Linked DNA regions of Mus musculus: region 1 is linked to region 2. Evidence: chromatin contacts called from public HiChIP or PLAC-seq data. All regions are on one chromosome and are shown on one strand. Each heading gives the region's core, a stretch centred on a gene start, on an enhancer-like site or on the middle of the called end of the contact. The rest is flanking DNA. Distances are from core to core; before and after follow the strand shown.

What was found. HiChIP or PLAC-seq counts read pairs in DNA pulled down with a chosen protein or histone mark.
Region 1: an H3K4me3 HiChIP or PLAC-seq map of embryonic stem cells shows a contact between it and region 2, with 12 read pairs. The contact joins the promoter of C1qtnf3 here to the promoter of Rai14 in region 2. A contact is called at or near these places in 2 of 115 datasets of contacts at active chromatin or transcription factors (embryonic stem cells and stem cell-derived neural progenitor cells) and 1 of 9 other capture datasets (liver).

What each region holds. Positions count from the first base shown.
Region 1 is chr15:10,950,678-10,955,122 of GRCm38.p6, forward strand. It overlaps C1qtnf3 (C1q and tumor necrosis factor related protein 3), which reads left to right and starts at 1,655. Exons shown (of 6, transcript NM_030888.4): 1 at 1,655-1,860. The coding sequence starts at 1,777. All of the region lies in intron 1 of Gm34315 (a long non-coding RNA gene), which reads right to left.
Region 2 is chr15:10,711,915-10,716,608 of GRCm38.p6, forward strand. Rai14 (retinoic acid induced 14) reads right to left here and starts at 2,717. Exons shown (of 18, transcript NM_001166408.1): 1 at 2,609-2,717. 4930556M19Rik (RIKEN cDNA 4930556M19 gene) reads left to right here and starts at 2,922. Exons shown (of 7, transcript NR_045063.1): 1 at 2,922-3,066.

The DNA.
Region 1 (4,445 bases), core at 405-2,904, 240 kb after region 2:
GAGGGTGGTTTACAATTAGGAGACGGCTCAAGCCTGAAAGGCAAGGCTAGGCGCAGCTTTTGGAACACCAGGGGATCAGCTGACCCAGTTGTCACAACTTCTTCTTGCTTTGACACATTTTTTCCCCAAGCCTTCTTAACGTTTGGAGCCTCCCACTGAGACACTGTCCTGGGCTATTCTGATGCACAGTTGTGTCTTCACCACCGATGTGTCCTTAGACAGGCTGTTGTCCTTCAGAACTGCCTCCTGGTCTGTGGAGGAGATCCCTTGGGGTGGAAGACAACTGAGACACAGCTGGTACACTGGTGGACTGGGTTATCTCTGCCTAGAAGGTGAGAATGACCTACTTTGATTAGTTATGACCCCTAGCCCCCTATTGTGACCTAGGGAGCTTTCTTTCATGGGAAGACTATCACTGAAGCCCAACACTTTCTTTGGATTCATGTGGGTTCTGGAGACAGTTGGTCAGGTGAGGAGTTTCAGGAGTGACCGAGGTAGTAATTGTCACTTTGGCCAGTTCAGGGGCACCGTATGGCTCTCAAGCTCTATTTGCTAGGAACAGGGCAGCGGTACAGTTCCTCCCTCCCTCTCTCTGGCTGCCCCACCTGAAACTATGATTTCTTCATACACCATGATTGTTTTCTAGAGCTGCTCTGAAGCCCCAAGAATCAGGCACTAACCCATTCATCCTCCATAAGAGCTCTGGATCACAGAAAGCCTCAAGGGGCAGGGGTGAGGCTGATAACCTTCTGACCAGAGGGTAGTAGTGATCTATAAATCAGAGCAATTTAAAGAGCAATACATGTATAATCACAAAGAGGTTAGGAGTATCCTTTTGTTCTTTGGTTTAATCGGTAAAAGCACAGGAACGGTAACAAATGATAGAGTTCTCTCAACCTTGAGCTATTTGGAATGGTATATTTGGTTTGGTGTTTCCCATGTCTCTCTCGTTTTGGGCAGCAACAATCCATGGGTAGAGAGCAGCCAGAGGAGTCTCTTAACAAGAAAGTAGGTTGTATTTCCATCTAGCAAGAACTTAGATGCAAGAAACATCTGGTTTCTAATGTTGGCTCGTAGAGACGCAAAGGAGAATATGGAGCTTAGCATGGGGGAACTATCTTGGTCAAAGTCAGCCTTTACCCTTGAACTCAGGTCAGTCTTTCCCAGTCACCATCTGTAGGCTGCTGCTGGTATCTGGAAGGGAGAATGAGTTGCTTGCAGTGACCCAAAGTGCAAAATTGTGATCTGCACCGTGCAAAAGCAAGACCTCCCTCCATGGCCTTGAATGGGATCCTGCTGTGATTGCAGGAACTGATACAGTCTGAGCCGCATTCCCTGGCAAGCTCAATGGTAGGTTTTTCCAAGAGTCGTTTTAGACCACAAAGGCACAGCCTTTCCACGTCTAATCACGAAGGCAAGCCACTGGACACACACACTCTGTTTCCAGCCGGCTGTGTACATTTTCTCCACTCTTACACAAAATAACATGCCAAGGTGAGACATTTATGAACCCCACCAACTGGACGCCGTGCACACAGACTGTCTTGCCTGCGGTGCAGGAATGTGATGAATGAGAGCTGCTCTGTCTGGGAGGAGAGCCGCTGTCACTCTGGCATGACTGCAGCCTTATTTATTACACACCAAAGAGTATAAAACCACACAGCCGGCTGCAGCTCTCATCTCCAAACCTGGCATTTGCCTGAGGCGACCACGGTACCTCCAGCCCCTGTCAAGCTTCCCTGCGAGACTCTTGTCGATTTGCCGATTTGCCGAGCCATGCTCGGGAGGCAGCGCATCTGGTGGCACCTGCTGCCTTTGCTTTTCCTCCCATTTTGCCTGTGTCAAGATGAATACATGGAGGTGAGCAGAAGAGCTAATAAAGCGGTGGCCAGGATAGTGCAGAGCCACCAGCAGACTGGCCGTAGCGGCTCCAGGAGGGAGAAAGTGAGAGAGCAGAGCCAAGCTAAAACTGGGACTGTGGATAATAACACTTCTACAGACCTAAAACCCCTGAGACCAGAGGCGCTTCCGCACCCTGAGGTAGAGGACCTAGCCCAGATCAACCCATTCTGGGGCCAGGTACTCAGAATTCTCTTCTAAGGATTTCTTTGAAAACTTAATGACTGAGGTTGCTGTTGTCTTAACTAAGATTCTTAGGATTGGTGCCTGTGAGCAGTTTGATGGGATGTTTGGGAGCGTCTCTGGGTTGTCTTGGGTTTCCACAGGGACTCCTAGTTGCTGGTATGATGTGCTGGGATAGAGAGGCCAGAGCACTTTTCCATGGCAACAGGGAGCCAGAAGCAACAGTTTCCTTTTGTGTTGGGACTTTTTTCTTTCTTTTTAAATTTGCTCTGTTGATGTAGAGAACTTGTGCTGACCTATGCGGATAGATGCATTGCTGGAGATAATGATTTGCTGCTTCTGAGGTCTCCCCAGCGGGAGAAGCTGCCCTTTGCCTCTGCCTGCTTTACTTGGACTTGGGAATTTTCTGTACCATTTCTCGCCAGTTTTGTTTATTTGTTTTGGAGCAGTCTAGGTTGCTATGGCTTCTTGTTTGACATTTTTTTTTTTGAGTCAAAACAGAATTAAAGCATTAAAAGGAAAGGAAGCAAAAAAAAAAAAAAGACAGTATATTTAAATTACAAGCTGTATTGTGTCATACAATGTTTCTGGATGACAAAACCTGATTTATTTGTTGGGGCAGAAGCTCAGCATCTCAGGATATTTCTTTAACTCTTTTAGGTAACACAGGGATGAGTAAAGGTTTTGGTGTAGTAAGTTACAAATCAGCAAACTTCAGTGTGATCAAAAGCAGCAAAAACAGGAAGAAACTTCTTTGTACTTAGCACCTAAGCATGAAAAAATGCTGAAGTTAGCTGGAAAGGGAAGAAGGGTTCCTTTAGATTGCATGATCTTTGAAGCAGTGCACAGTACCACAAAAACCACTTGTCTGTCTGCTTTGTAGAGATTTCGGAACTTCTTTTCAGTTGCAATCTAAGCCCCTACCCTGCCAGCCACTGATTTAGGAGTCTCAGTTGATCATCTGGTTCTGTGGTCAGACTAGAATCCCACAGAGCCTGAGACATGTAACTAAGGGGAGTACACAGTATAGTTTCCAAGTCCCTCCATGGGGCTCTGTCAAGGGGAGATGTAAAGAGAACACCTCTTTCAGAAACTGTCATCTTTCTCTGATGATGCTTGCTTCGGTGGGCTTTCCAGCTGGATGGATGGTATCTTTCCTGCCTGTCCATTAGTGTGCTACAGGTCGTCTTTCATTATTTCCTGGAAACCAACACCAACCAGGCTGCTGAAATCCCAATTATGGTTCTGCTCCACTCCACATTCTAGTCTTCCAGCCCTGAATTCATGAAGCATTTTCAGATAAAGACCTAAGAGCCAGCAGCGTCCTGGAAGGTTCTGCTACTATTCCACTACAAGTGGGTACCGGCGCCCAGACTGAATCTGGGACCATAGGAAGTTTTCTTTTCTCCCCCTAATTCCCCCATCCTCTTTTTTTATGCTAATTCTCCTTTTCCCCATCAAGTATTCCCCAAGCTTTTATGAGGAAAGCTACGAAAGTAGGATGGAGACCAAGACAGTGATGAACTCAAGCCACCCTCAGCTGCTCTATTAGAAACAAAATTTTGTCAGTATTTATTCATTCATTCAGTCACTAATTCATTCATTCTTTCATTCACTCATTCATCTTCTTCAATCTCTTCTTATTTTCATTTCATTGTTTGTTATGTTTTAAGGTTAGCATACAAAGCACTGCGTTTTATTATGACAGTCACTTTACTCACAGTCACCTAATCTTTTTTTTTTTTTTTCTTGTTAATAAGCTTGGTTAGATTCTGTGTGTTACAAGGTCAATGTCCAAAGAACACTCTGGGGGGAAAAACCTGTGCTGTTTTGGTCACTGGGTCTTTAAAGCATAATAAAGTAAAAAGAGGAGACGAAAGATGGCCATCCAGAGCAGAGGTTTAGGGAGTGGTAGATTAAATCCTGTGCTACAGTGAAAGCTGAGGGAGTCCGTGAGCTGCTGGTGTGGCTGAACCCTGTGCTGTGCAGAGAAACTGCGGATGACCTGAGTGTCCAGCAAGGGAGGACTCTTAACTAGTGAAGGGAATCTCATGTAACTTTGCTCCACAAAGTTCTGTTTGTTAAAGCAAGCCAGTGAGGTACTACGACCTGTGTGGCAGGAACGGGGCTGGCTGGAGAGCCCATGGTGGATTGGAGCTGGAATAGATTGACATTGTCTACTTTTTTTTTTTCTGGCATTTTCTCAACTGTAGCCTCTCTCCTCTTTCCATTTCCCTTCTCTTCCTGACCTCTCATTTCCTCAGGAAAGAATTGTGTGTTCTTTTTTCTCTAGTAATTAATAGTAGAACTCAATTCTGCCTCCAGGTCTCCTCCTGCAGAATGGGTGGAGCTTATCTAACAGA
Region 2 (4,694 bases), core at 1,467-3,966:
GACCTCAAACAAAATTACTAGAGAAGCAAGTTGTATGGTGCCATGAATGTAAAACTAGGCTCATAAATGCTCAAGAATCTTCGTAGACCCACAGAGAAGGACCCGACACGCTTGGGAACTATGTATGTACTAACTGGACATCTGTGCTTGCTCGGGGCTAAAAGAAAAGAAGAAAAGGCAGATAACGTATTTGTTTTTATCTGAGGGAGGGAATAGGAAGAGAATTCATAAGCAACTTTTAAACCTATACAGTGGAAAGATGAATGCCTTACTATGCTCAATTTTCACTTATCGTTGAACCATTTCACATGTATTTCTATTGTGGAAGACAAGCTGGTTAGGAAAAGAAGAAAGGGGAAGACAAGGCTTGCCTACATCCTGTTCACCTCAAGGCCCACATGGCTTTAACTTCAAATCTCAGTTTCTCTACCTGTAAAGTTGGGTGGCTCTGGGGTGGGAGTTAACATGGCTGCAACATCCAAGTTAGCATACCACAGGCCCTGCGCTTGACAGCCAGTAACAGGAAAAAGGATCAAAGCGGCCATGTTGCCCAGCAGGTACAGAATCTTTCTGCCAAGCCTGAAGCCCTGAGCTCAGTTCCCCAAACCCACGTCATAGGAGAGAACTAACTGGACAAGTTGTCCTCCCATCTCCACAGCATGTACTGGTGCTCACATGAAAACATACAGGTAGACATCCACACACACATACATACATGTGCATACAATTGCACATACACCCATTTCTCTCTCTCTCTCTCTCTCTCACACACACACACACACACATACACACACACATACACACACACACACAGAGCAAACAAAAACAAGGGAGGCAGTGTTTGTACCTTCTGCTTACACACGTTAAGAAGTGGGAGTCTGGAGACAGTAAACGTTAGGGGCCACTATATTACTTTTTCACCGAATCCCCAGTGACTGGGGAGCCCATTCTTAGTCAGTTTTACTATGACAGCACAAAGATCTTTGAACTGGGCTATGTATGAACTCCTACACTGCCCTTTAAAGTCATAAAAACACATCTAAGGATGCAAATGTAAATAATACAATAAATTCATTCACGAAGCATCTCCACAGTTGGAGAAAAAACTGACAGCCCCGCACAGGATGTCTCTCCCAGTACTTAGTCAACAAGAATGGGATTTCTTCTGATAAAATTGGCTGTCTTATAAGCCTAAGGGAGAAAAGACTCCGATAGTAAGTTATCATTAACAGTTAAAAATTAAACCCATCAGTCAAAAACAAAACAAAACGACTCGCTTTCTCACGTGTAAGCAAGGGCCCAGCACTGGTGGGACAAAGCGAAGTCCAACCTCCCTGGGATTCACAGGCTTTTTTCCAATTCCGTTCAAACCCATAGGAGATGCAAGTTCTCGCTAAAAGAGCAAACGCTAGATCCGCTAAAGGGACAAACCTTGTTCTTCTCTAGGCCAGCCTTCACAACCTTGAGATCTCATACCCCAGACAATAAGCAGTCTTCTAGTCCCAGGCAGCTCTGCTCTGCGCTATTCTTCCTAAAGCCGATAGCATTCAAATCACCAGAGTTCAGAGTGAAGGGAAGGAGCAGGTACGAAGTGAGTGGCCTTGCATCTGCATACTTGGTAACGACGTAAAGTTGAGCTGAGCTGGGCTCCTTAGAAAAGAAAGCCTGGCTTTATATAAAGCTCAGGCCTCTGTGAGGTCACCCCTGCCTCTTTAAGTCACAGTGGGCTCCATCTGCTTTAATCTCCCCATCTGTTGCCTTTCCATACTTAACCCCCCTCCACCAAAGGAAATGTGAAATCCAAAATGAAAAACTACTGGAAACTGCAGAACCTAAACTGGCGACACAAACTGGCCCAAGACAGTAGGCGAGAGTTGAAAGAAGGATGGATGCTTGCCCTCCCGGACGGGTCGCGAAGGATGCCGACCTAAGCCCAGCAGCTTGGAATGTTTCCCAACTCCAGCATCCTCCTCCCTGCCCTCCTAGGAGCTGTGGTGGGGGAAAATGACAAGGAGAGTTGGGGGTAAGGGGTAGTGGCAGGCCCAGGGTGGTCTCGCCTGCGCCCTCCAGACAGCTCACCAGCTCCCTTGAGTCCGTAAAGGAACAATAGCGGACTGTGGGTCTCCAGAGCCACCGGGCGTCTCTCGCTCCCACCTCCCGTCTCCGGCTTTTCCAAGTTCAGTCAAGAGGTGGGTCGAGCCAGGGAGCAAGGACTGGGGCACCGGACCCGGGGCAGGGCACGAAAGTGGGACGGGCTGCCCCGGGGGCGCAGCCACAGCGTCCTCTCGGGTCCGGTCATTCATTCCCACCCGCGCTCCCTCCGCAGACACCCCGCGCCACTGTCCCGCACCAGACCGCCAGAGGAGGCGAACCCCCTTTCCAAACTAGGTCGCACCTCTCTCTCTTTCTGCCAGATCCCCACTATCCTCCCGTTCCTCCACCCCACCCCCCCTTCCAACTGTCTTCCGTGGTCAGTGAGCGGCCAAAGCTCTGTCCAGACCAAAACTCCCGCCCGCTCCTCTCGGCGCCCGGAGCTCTGCGCAGCCCCAGACACAAAGGCGGGGACCGAGTCCAGAGCCCGCACCCCAGCCTCGCCGCCGCCACTCACCCCATCCAAGCGGCGGCCTCAGCTCCTGGCCCCGCTGGCCGTCCCGCCCGCCGCTTCCCCAGGAAAGTGCGGCTGCCGGGCTCGCTTCCTGCTCGGCTTCCTGCGCTGGGTCCCTCCTCCTCCTCCTCCTCCTCCTCCTCCTCCTTCTCCTCCTCCTCCCGACGCGGGGTCAGTGGGCGCTCAGCTCCGGGGCTCCGCCGGCAGGGCGGGGGCAACGGCAGCACCACCACGTGGCCGCCGGGCGCCGGCCCCCGACCTGGATCCCGTGGGCTCCAGGAGGGAGTTGCTAGCCACTCCCACTCCGCGCGGCCCCAAATTCCGGGAGTCAGGTGACCTGGCCCCGGAGCTGCTCCCTGGACCTGCGGGAGGTGCTCTGCGACCGCCCACGCCCCGGCCCGCGGCGCGTCCCGGACGTCCACGCTTGCGTTTCTGCGGATCGTGGGAATCCTTCTGCGTGGGTCTGTCTCACACCTTAACTTGAAGTTAGTGAGATCCGCGGTATGCGGGTTCCACCGCTGGGGTAGGATAAGGGCTCGGAAAAAGTACTTGTTTCTGGTCAGTTTCCAAAGTTATCTGTAGTCTTAGGAAAAGCCGAGTCACCGACCCAAGCCCCCTCTGAACCAGACTGAGATCGGTTCCATTTCCAGTGTGAACGAAAAGAAAGTAAACCAGAATGTACTTACATTTTCTGGGCTAAACCAGTTGGTTGGAGCGACTGTTTCCTAACACTCCTCAGGTGTAAGACAAAACTTAGTTGTGTTCTGCTCAGGGCTTGGGAGACTATCTACAGCCTGGACTGGCCGGCTAGATAGGGGCAGGAGCGCCCTCAGCGGGGTGTCTTGAGTTTGGAAGTCCTGAGATCCGGTAAAGCTTCCCTCCCCCAGACCACCAGGACCGGACCTCTGAACCGAATCGACCCTTCCATTAATTCTGAGGGTTTGAAATCTCACTATTATTCCCCTAATTTAAGCAGGGATTTTAGTCCCACTAGCCAGCTAGATCGTAAAAAGTTTGACTCACCAAAGCTCCATGGGACTCCTGGTTGGTGTTGTGTCTTTCGCACAGAAAGGTTTCTAGAGTAAGCAGATCCTAGCTATTTTTGCTAGGATCGCCTGTAAGTCCACTGAAGTAAGGAGGAAAAACAACCAGTTCCAACAGAAGTGAGAGTCACCCTAACAGCAATCAGTGTACAGTATCTTGACTTTGTGTGTTACCATCGGATCGGGTGGTTTGTTTTTTTTTGTTTGTTTGTTTTTTTTTACCCCACCCCTTCACTCCTTTCCCTAAGAGAACACCTTGCCTTAGCTTTCACAAGCGAACTTGCCAACTAGAAAACAAAAGCTTCATCTTTAGCTCAATAGTCTTTACTTCCTAAGTACCATACATCAAAAAGAATCCCTGGGGGGGGGGGGCGGGGCAGGGGAGTGGGAGTGGGGAGCCAATTCAAAGCAAGATACACACTTTTACACATGTGATGTGGAACTAAAAACCACACTAAAAGAAACAATTGACAGCACCCTGTGTAGTGTGGGCCATTTCTTCTAACCGGGTTTTGATCTTGGGTTCTTTAATCAGTTACCAACAGAGTATTTAAGTACCTTCTACCGATCCTCCAGCTGGAGGAAAGGTAACCACCTGTGGATCTGCTTTTTGTTGAATCAGAGGCAGCTGGGAGGGTGGTACAGCCTGTCAAAGGCTCCTTTGGAAATGCCAGTGTGTGCATATTGTTTAGGAAACCGACGACAAACTGTAGTTAAACTATTCAACAAGTGTCTCTCTAACCAGCCTTTCATCACCCAAGTCTTCGCCTCTGCTTATCTTTCCTGGTCACCTGAAAAGACCCCTTTCTCACGCTGCCCTGTTCCCATAGGTGCCTTGTGTGCTACCCTCATTAGTTTATAACTCAGCCCCCATCAGCAAGTTTGATGTGTGTGAGGCACTGTGTGGAGGGGAGACTGTGCCAAAACCGTTTGCAGATTCAATCTTTTCAAACTCAAAATTAACACCCAGTGTACTCTAGAGTCTTCAACCTTCCTTAGACAACCCTCAAAATGCTTCCTCCTGCACAGAAATCGGTTTGGGGTTA